Linked DNA regions of Zea mays: region 2 is linked to region 1. A link is a contact called in public Hi-C data. All regions are on one chromosome and are shown on one strand. The core of a region is the stretch at or near the end of the contact, and the rest is flanking DNA. Distances in the headings are between cores, read along the strand shown.

Region 1 (5,331 bases), core at 2,479-4,978:
GGAAACGTGAAATTAGCGGCGCCCAATTGCCGACGCATCCGGTTTTCTTATGGCACGTGTTCGTGGGGCGTGCCGCGTGGGCAGCCTAGTAGGCGTACGCTCGAGAGGCATGATTTTTACGGATCTGGCTTTGGCGCGTGGATGTGTCCAGGGGACTCTACGACGAAGGTCGCAACGTGTTTCTTCATTTTATGCTCCCGGTCGATCGCAGGCTCGCAGATCCAAAGCCAGCCGCGCTACGTCCAAGTGCCACTCCATTGTTGCCCAGATCCAAAGCCAGCCGCGCCGCGCCGCGGTACTGCGTACGTCGAGTACACGTGGGCACAGGCCACAGGTGGCCATGGCCAGCAGCAGCAGGTGCCTTCGCTTCTGCTACCTGGCGACCTTCTCAGTCACTCCGCACATGCGCGAGGGGCGGGCGGCGTGCTTGCAACAAGGAAGAATCCAAGGAGAGAGAGAGCAGCCCACTTGGCCTTGTGTAACTTTGCGAAGAAATATGGACCATCTCAGTGCGTGCGCGCGGGTCTGCGTCAATGCCGTGGCGGAAAATGGGATATCGTGCCTCCTGGGTAATCCGAAAAATTAACCAGGCCTTAGTTGTTTCGGATGCGTTCTGTTTGGTGCACTCCATGGTGTCTGGCATGAAAACTATCTTCTCTTGCACAACCACATAAGGGCATGTATAGTGTTCGCCTCGATTTTCGGAACGAATTTACTTAGTTTTGTTGGAATAACATCATTTCCCAGCTTTCAAGAAAAAAATTCGCACTTTGGTGGTGAAAGATCTAGACCCTTAGTTGAGTTTTGGTAATTAATGATAACACTTATGGACCAACCTTTCTTTTTGAGTGTGTGTGAAAGAAAATACTTTAGGCACTGTTTAAATGTACTAGAGCTAATATTTAGATGTTAAAACTAGATGGAGATATCCAAATAGTCTATATAATAGTTCAACTTAGTCTATCTAACTACTAGTTGCACCCTCAACTACTCATTAGTTCATTAGTTAGTTCAACCTAACTAAAATCAGCTAATAGTTAGCCAACTAATTCCATTAGCAATTTTTAGCCAGCTACCTATTAGCTCTAGTGCATTCGAACAACCTCTTAGTTTACAAGATGGGGGGCATTGACATGTATTTGATTGCTAGAATGTTGGAAAACCCAAATCAAACAAAGCAAGAAGAAGACCAAAGCAAGTCTTGGCTAGGAAGGACCATATGCAATGCAATGCAAAGACGAAGGGTAAGCTAGACACCTTCAAGTCAAGATACACTTTTTGTATCAGTGAAGTGTCAATAAAGGGTCTAGCGCTAATAGACCGAGATAGTGCTGGGAATTAGGTCGGACTATACCAGGACGACCCGAGCCCATCATGCTTTGGACCAAACAGGCTCAGGTCAAGAAGGTCTAAAAACATTTGGACCGTGTCGTGCCAGACCAAAGAGTAGAAACGGTGGCCTAGCCCGACCCTAAAGCACGTTGGGCCTTCATCGAGCCGTGACGACCCAATCCCGATTCACATAATTGAACCACATAAATTTTAGATATTACAACACATAGTACATAGGTTACTAAATTAAAGAAATTAAACACTGCATGCTTCATTGGGTCAAGCCAGGCTTAAGCCCGGTCCATGAGTGCGAGCCATGCGGTGGCACGGCATGTCGGAAATTAAAGCCCAACCAACCTGCCTTTGGGTCGTGCTAGCCCGACCTATAGAACTTTTGTGCTGTGTCGTGCTTTGGGCTCCTGATTTTGGGCCGCGCTCGTTCTAGCCCATGTTCCCATAACTAGACCGATACAATGGTGAAGAGTAAGCTAGGGGCTTGAGACACGACAAAACGTGGAGGTGGTGGAGTATGAGTGGATAGATTGATGCGGATGGACCAAGGTAAGGGTGACGAGCAAGTGACGCTAAGATCAATAAAGTCTATTTTATGGTTTGAGTGATCCACATCAACTTATGAGAATTTGGATGTGTGCTTATGACAAAGCTATGAACATAAGGTGTTTCATTTTATCGGCTAGATAGTCCAATTTAGAATATATGGTTGTAGTAATAAGAGGGGCAACCATGAATTGCATCACGCTTATCTAGTGCCACTTGTGAGTTCTAACATTGCGTTACGCTTGGTGGTGAGTGGCGGAAAAGCTAAGGCCTTTGTGATTTTTGCTAAAAGGTAGCTGACGGTGAGTTAAATTATCGTCTTGTGGGAGGTCATCACTTAGTGTTGGATGTGTTTTGGAAAAGGTTTTGTGTATGTTGATACTAACTTTGGAAACCCTTCGTTTTGGTTTACACTAGTGGACCAAAGTGGAGAAGGTATTGCGTTAGGCATGTAGCCTTTTGGGGTAGCAGTGAATAGATTGACAAAGTCACCATAGATATCATCACTCACTCCTATGAACATATGTGCATACAACATACCATATGAGCACCTTTGAAAGATTAGATCGATAAATTCCAAGAGATTGACGAAGTTACACTTACTATGTCAACCTACCAATATAAGCACCTCCAAAATATTAGCCTAACATGTATCAAAATATTAATGAAACTATTACATCCATTTGCTATTGATAGTCACATCATTCTTTAGTTCCGGTACTACATTGATAAAAAAATGGTTACGCGTACGTGACATGCCAAAGAGTTAAATTATACTCCCCCCGTCCCAAATTAAAAATTCATTTTAGATAATTAATAGATTCATAGAACACTTGATGTATGTGTTTTTATATGTGTCTAGATTCATCATCCTCCATTTGAACATAAATATAAAAAGTAAGAGACAGAACGAATACTATTTTAGAACATATGGAGTAATGAATATATTCGAACAAGAAAAACAAATGAGTTGAGCTATGTGCAATTGGCATGTATCTATTATATGCAACAATCTAAAATGACATTTGTATCTATATTAAGAAATTTGCGTAGAAATTATAACACAACAATTGCAAGAAATTATATATATTTGTAGCCACAAGAAAATAAAATTGGATATCTACTCTATTAGCCGCAGAAGGTTAAGGTGGTATCTACATCTTTTCATAAATACAGGCACAATAACTAGATAGATAATATAGTATCACAAGAAGAAAAAATAAATTATATATGTAACTATATTATTATTATATCTATTACACGAAAGGGCATACAATTATTTATATATATTGAGAAACATAGACACACTAATTGAGCATATCTAATAGTATAACACAATAGACTACAAAAAAGAGGGCTTATCAAATAGTTCTTGTATTAAGAAACAAAGGAAGGAAAATAAAAGGACACGTATAGCATAAACAATAGGCACGAGAAATTGGAACGATATCTATAGCTATAAATAAATAAGTATCAAATGTCTTTTACCGGCAGCTGCGTGTTTTTTTTTAAGATTTTAACATCTCGGACTGTAGCGAGCTAGTGCGAAACGCAAAGCAACAAATCTCACACCGTCACACGATCACGTCCTTGCCCCTCTGAGTCCTTGTCCATGTCCGTTGCCAACAATTCACCCTCATGACCTCTATGGCCCCACACGTACGACCACTAGTAGTACTAGGCGTACGGAGTACCTCTATTTCACGATGGCATCCATCCACAATTGCAGTAATCCCTCTCTCCGTCCCTCCCAATGTTACTCCATCTCTCTATTTTTAAAGCCGGTTCCACTCCTCCTCCCTCGCTCACTCTCAGTTTCCGCTGTCACCCCCTCTCCCTCTGTTCGCCACTTTATACCGCCCGCCCACCACTCCCCGTTTCTCTCTGCTTCATCCTTCGCTTTCCCCTGCGCCAGGCCCGCCCCGCCCCGCCCCTCCAGAACGACATCCTGCTTCCCCGCCCCCTCCGATGGGGAACCCGCCGGAGCTGTACCACAAGATCCTCAACATCCCCAAGGACACCTCGCCGCACGAAATCCGCGCCGCGTACAAGAACCTCGTCAAGAAGTGGCACCCCGACAAGCACCCGCCGTCGTCCAGGCCGGAGGCCGAGGCGCGCTTCAAGGCCATCAGCGAGGCCTACGAGGTGAGCGACGAGACGGCGTCACCCACCCTGCCGTGCCGTGCCGTGCGCGCGTCCCTGATTAATTGTGCATTGCGTCTCGGCGTCCTGCCGTGTCCTCACGACTCCGTCCCTTCCCTCGCGCAGGCGCTCCTGGACCAGCAGGAGAACAGGGGCGTGTTCGAGCTGTGCAACGACGGCCGGGCGGGTGAGAGGACGCGCGGCGCCTTCGGCGGCGCCGGCGGCGGCGGTGGCGGAGGCCTCGGCGCCGGCGTCGGGGCGCGCATGGAGAGGACGCGCAGCGACGGGTTCTGCACGAGGAGCGCGCCCGGCACACCGGCGAGGGAGTTCAAGAAGGTGTACAGCTCCGGCGACCCCGGCGGGCGCCGCGCCTTCGCCGAGTTCTCCAGCTCCATCGTGCGCAAGGCGCCGCCGCTGGAGCGCAAGCTCGAGTGCACCCTCGAGGAGCTCTGCCGCGGCTGCAAGAAGGAGGTCAGCTTCACCCGCGACGTCGTCACCAAGAACGGGTATCTGCTCATCTGCGCTGTTTTGCTCTGCCTAACTGAACAAGGTTGACGCGAAACCTTGCTAGAAATGAAGAAATCCGGTGAGCTATCGCTTGTCGGTAGATTATTATTATTTTTGTTTCCAAGACAACGAACGGAGCGGAGAATTTTAATCGAGGAAGGGCTTTGTGTGCCGACGTGGGTTCAGATTTTAACAGTGAATCAATCGATGCTTGGAAAACTAAACTCGAGGTTAGGCAAGAATTCAGAACCGGCTCTGATGGCGACAGACATTCCACTCGGTGTAGTGGTTGTGGCACCCCCCCCCCCCCCCCCAATTCGCCGCACTGTTCGGTAGCTCCTGATGAACAGTGCACCATCACAATCAGTTTCTGTTTTTTTTCTTCTTCTTTTCAACAACAAGGTCATGGCGCGAGCACTTGTGTTGTGTTTTTACAGTGGGGGGGGAGGGGGGGGGGGGGGGGGGTCGGGTCACTGCTTTTGTACCACCACCTTGCATTTGCCAGTGGAATATTTAGCTACCTTTGCAACGTCATAGTAGGCCGTAGACGTGAAGCCTTTTTACACCAGTGGGCTTTGGTGCGAGACTCCTTTTCCCCCCCCTGCAGGTATCTATGCTATTCTTGCAAGATTATCCTACCTAACACAAGGTCACGATAACAATGTTTCCCAACGTGGTTAGTATAGTACAGCTAGCTTGGGATCCTATCTCCACTACATAATCCTAACACAAGGCCCAAGATGCTTCTTTCGCCACATATGCGTTTTAGTACACGCGTTTTGGATGTATTCA
Region 2 (4,903 bases), core at 1,740-4,239, 360 kb before region 1:
TCCTTTTCTTGAATGCGCAGCAGAAAGCCGCGCTGCTCCCCGGGTCAGTCCCGCTGCCGTTCCAGAGGACGCTTTAATCATTGCGATCGGCCGTCCGCAGCTTTCCCTGCCCGGGGACACCGCCGGTCCAACCCCGACAAAGCGCCACGGGAGCGGGACGGAAGGCCGCCACAGCGTTTTCGCTCCGATCGCGTGTTGCGCTGCCTTCCCATCCGCCCATCCAATCCATCCATCTCCGGATACGCAGGCGGCCGCCGGTTGCCGTCCTCGGCCAGGGACGGGGAGACAGTCAGGGGTACAAGGAATCTGACCTGACGGAGCGCGGCCCGGCTTTTGGACCCCTCCTCTATTCTTGCGATGGTGGAGGCCGTAATGATGGGCGAGAGACGGGAGTGAGGTCGCCACTAGTAGGAGTTGAGTAAACAAGTGGCGAAATCCTCGGCGTTTCCCACATTGCTTTCAGGTTTTTTTTTCCTTTCTAAACGAAGAAGCAAACGGTGGTTGGCCCGGAGCGGAAGCGGTGGATATGGAACGGCGCTATAATGCACACGACGTCGACGCGAGGGCACCTGGCCGTGGGAAAGGAGGCCATGAATGATGGCTCGTCTTTCGCCGGCGTGGCGAGCCGACGGATAATGTCGTGTCGCCGATGGGGTTCTTAGGCTCTGTCAAGACGAATGAGAGGGTTAGGCTCTGTCAAGACGAATGAGAGGGGTGCCTCTGGTTGCTGGCACCTGGTCTCAGTGCGGCTGGGCTGGAAGACTCTTGAGGTTGAAGCTAGAGAGAGCTTTGAGAAAGCGAGTGAAGTGCACGCACGACAGAAGCAACCAAAGTTGCCAGTACTTTTTCCGCGGCGATGGCAAGGGTCCAACCTTATAGGCCGCTTTCTTCGCGCCCAGGCGAACAAACAAAAAGCAACCTTTCGATACGCAGCAGCTGCGAGTGTGGCGACGATTCCTGAGCCAAGATATCTTGTTGCGATCGATCAGTTGCCTATGCCTCTCCTCTTCCGACTCCCACCCCTCTCTCTCACCCCCACCAGGCCACCACCATCATGCCTCCTCCTTTCATGGCAGAGACGCAGACGCAACAGCGAGACAGGAACAGCATCATGGCCAACCAGAATGCTCCATCGCTCTCTCCATCCCCTCGACAGAGACGGAGAGATGGGGTTAGAAAGAGGGGCAAGGCAACAACATGCTATTGCAATAGCATAGGGACACTGCAGCTAGTGCTAGTACGTACGTATCTGACTTTGCTTGTACTACCATGCAAATCAAGCAAGCAACGTTCGTTTGTTCATGCGAATTTGTGATGATGATGATGCTCTCCTTCAAGGCGGGCACGAGGTGTGGTGTGACCGATCCATCACATCAATGGCTGCACAGGTCGGAGAGCTCCTTCCTGCCCTCGACAATGTCGTCCAGGAAGTCGTCCAGCTGGCACACCAGGCTATCGGTGCCGGTCCGGAGCACGTCCAGCCACGCCTTCAGCTCCTCCACCTTGTCCTTGACAGCGCTTCCGCCGCCGCCGCCCTCGCACTTGCGTCCCGCCGCCGCGGCGCGCTCCACCTCCTCCCGCGCCGCCTCCACGGCGGCGCGCGCGCACCGGAACTCACACATCCTGATGCCCGGCGCGGCGCCGGGCCCGTCGGACTCGGCCTCCTCCGCCAGCCTCTGCTGCAGCATTGCGATGGACGCAGTGAAACCGTCCGAGCCGGCGTCGTCGGCGCCGGCGCACGGGCCGCCGGCCGCCGCGGCGCAGGAGACCGCGCCGCTGGCGAGGATGAGCAGGAGGAGCGAGCTCGCGTTGTGCAGCGCGTACAGGAGCCCCCGGAAGCCGTTGAAGCCGGCGAGCCTCGCGTCCGTGGCGCGCAGCAGCAGACGCTCGTCGAGATGCAGCGACAGCGGCGCGATCCTCGCGTCCGCCAGCGCGCGGTTCTCCTCCTCCGCGGCCATGGCCTCCCTCCTCGACACGGAGATCGCCCGCATCACCTGCGATGAGCCGATGATGATGCGCACCACAAACAGAGCCACGAGCGTTTCAGTCTTTCAGACAGTAAGGAACAGAGAAGAGAAAAAGGCCTGCCAAAGGCATGAATGATGGAAACGATCGATCGCAACCGCAGCACGTTTCAACGACAGAAAGGAAGGAAGGAAGAACCAACCAACCTGGCGAGTGGACAGAGGAGAAGGATCCTGGAGCCAGTCATCCAGCGCGGCGGCGGCGCAGGAGGCCGCCGCGCAATACCGCTCGACGGAGGCGAGGCCGAGCTTGAGGGCGAGGCAGGCGTCCCAGAGGCGGGCCGTCTCGTCCATGTACTCGTCGAGCCAGCGGCCGCCCGGCGGCAGGTGGAGCTGGCCGACCATGAGCGTGAGCTGCGAGTGCAGCCCCCTGAGCAGCGCGGCCGCCCGCAGCAGAGCCGACAGCGACGACAGCCCGCCCGCACGGCCCAGGTCGTCCAGCCCGCGCGCCAGGGACGTGAAGAAGGCGTTCATCGCGTCGTCGTCCCCGCCACCGCCGACGCTGCACTGTTTGAACTGGGAAAAGGAAGCCTGCTCGGCTGGCTATATATATAGCTAGCTAGCTAAGCAAGAGCGCGGTGGTGCACCGGCGCGGACGGAGGAGCATTAACCTGCAGCAGCAGGGGGGGAGGGAGCACGAGAGGGGCAAGGCGAGGCGACAGACACGGGAGGAGGGAGTGCAGCGCGGAGTAGCGCAATGATGCGTGTCTAGACGGGAGGGGGAAGGGTGATGAAAAGGAGGAGGAGGGGCGGAGGGCGGAGGCAGAAGCAGCGGCAGCAGAGCGCGACCCGAACACTGCCGCTCTTGTCTTGTTGGCTGGCAGCTGGCTGCTGCCTCGTGCTCCCCAAGCTTAACGTGTTTAACCCCTCTAACCGCAGTCATCGGCCGATGACAGCACACAGCACCGCAGCTGTTTACCACCAAAAAAGCGGTGTGGCTCCTTGTCAGCCAAGTGGGCCCCTTGGACGTTTCCTGCTGGCACCATTCGTTGAATTTTTTCCTGTCCTCTTGCCTGCTTATTCAGGTTCCTGTCTGGCTGTCTCTGAATCTTTCGAACCTTTTTATTTATCAGGGGTTTTCTCTTCTATAGTATTTTTTTTTGAAAGAAGGGATTTCACTTTCTTAACCTGGTTTTAGGAGGACAAGCCATGTTTATGTTTATCATAAGAGTTAGAAGGTGTTCGATTCAACTAACTAAAGTTTAGTTTATATCACATCAGATAAATTATGAGTATCTCATTAAGCAATGCGATATTTAGTACCACGGGTCCAATCAGTTCCCCCCAAACCTTGCGTTATTCGGTTCTATCTTAATCTTACACGGAGCACTGCCCCTTTATTCCCTTAACCCCTTTCCAACTCAGAGATGCAAATCTTATCCTGTCAATGCCCACCACCACCACCGAAATTCCTCCACATTTCATTCCGGCTCCTGTTGGCAAGGAGCTATACTACTTGTAGAGACCTCCAGAAATGCCGGGGATGCCGACCGGATTACTCCAAACCATGCTTACCTTACCGTAGAAGTTTTCTTTTTCTTTTTTTTTTCTTTTTGTCTGGAAGACTATCTTCGGACCTGCCCTTTCACAGCCGATTCTCTTCTCCATATCAAAACATGATCGATCAGTCTTGTACAAAAAAAAAAAAGAGAGGAGGGGGTGGTAAAGCTCACTGGCAGATGGATGGCATAGTAGTGTTAGGTGCCATTGAATTCACTGGGATTTGGTCGTCAGTGTTTGTTGCGGTCAGAGCACTATACCTCTCCCTGTCTGTCTCCCCCGGACTGTTGGAGCAGTAGCCCCGCCCGACATGCATGGGATTAGCATGCTTCTCTGGTCTCGGTCTCTGGGAGTGAGCAGCCAAGAGTTTTCGTGATGCGGCAGCTGCGCTCCGTGTTCCCGTCCGTCAGTCCCGTCACACGCGCCTGCCGGGAGAGGCATAAGCACTCGCAGTCGCAGTCGCAGGTGCTCCTAGACCGGAGCAGCGGACACGCATGATCACGGCGCACGCCATGGCAACAGCAGGCAGGCAGGGAACGGCAGCGGAGCTCCCGAGCTTGAGGACCGGACGCGGACGCGGACGGGCAGGTTTTATTGTCCTTGTCCAGGACCGTACGCCTTGTCTGTGCCCGGCTCCCGTATCTCGGAGGCAAGGCAATCGATTACCACCGCCCTTGTTTGCATTGCAGTCAATTTCTTTGATCACTGAGTACTTGCTTTGCTCTGTTGCTCAATAGTTGACGTCCTCATTTTCGGAGGCAACCGCTTTTAAGTTTTAACCACACACTGACACACACATATGGTAATTTGATTAGATAGATCTTTAAATCAATAACAAACTTATCTAAAAGTACAAATATTGATCATATTTTTTTTATAAATTTAGTTAAACTTTAAAATTTTTGACAGTTTATAAATACCGTAACGATAACTGTATTGAAACGGAGAGAGAGAGTATAATATAAGTTCGTTTGATATAAGGTCTAAACTTACACTAAAACTTTAGTCCTAATCCATCCGAAGAGGTGAACTATTTAGGTCTCGTTTTGGTCCTTTAGTCTAGAAACTAAAGTTTAGTTAGAAGACTAAAGTTTAGTCCTTATCCTGTTTGGTTCTAACAACTAAAAGTATTCAAAAAACATTAAATGAATCATAAGAGAACCAAAATATCCCTTATTATTCTCCCGCCATCAGTGTAATTGAAATAAATAAAAGACAAAAGATAGAATTAATATGGTTTAGTCCATTTTAGTCACCCCTTGGGTACTAGAGACTAAAACATTTTAGTCCCACTGTTTGACAATTTAGGGAATAAATGAGACTAAAATGGAGAGACTAATCTTTAGTCCATCAACGAGGCCTTAGTTATGCACCGGTAG

What was found. A called contact is a pair of places that touch in the nucleus more often than the background predicts.
Region 2: a contact with region 1 is called in a Hi-C map of tassel, with 1.7 times the contacts expected there. The contact joins the promoter of LOC103650942 here to the promoter of LOC100192790 in region 1. A contact is called at or near these places in 5 of 25 Hi-C or Micro-C datasets (bundle sheath, ear, leaf and 1 more).

What each region holds. Positions count from the first base shown.
Region 1 is chr3:177,693,951-177,699,281 of Zm-B73-REFERENCE-NAM-5.0, reverse strand. LOC100192790 reads left to right here and starts at 3,728. Exons shown (of 3, transcript NM_001137983.1): 1 at 3,728-4,035; 2 at 4,159-4,538. The coding sequence starts at 3,859.
Region 2 is chr3:178,054,969-178,059,871 of Zm-B73-REFERENCE-NAM-5.0, reverse strand. LOC103650942 reads right to left here and starts at 2,989. Exons shown (of 2, transcript XM_008676546.4): 1 at 2,172-2,989; 2 at 1,095-1,994. The coding sequence starts at 2,498. The coding sequence ends at 1,374.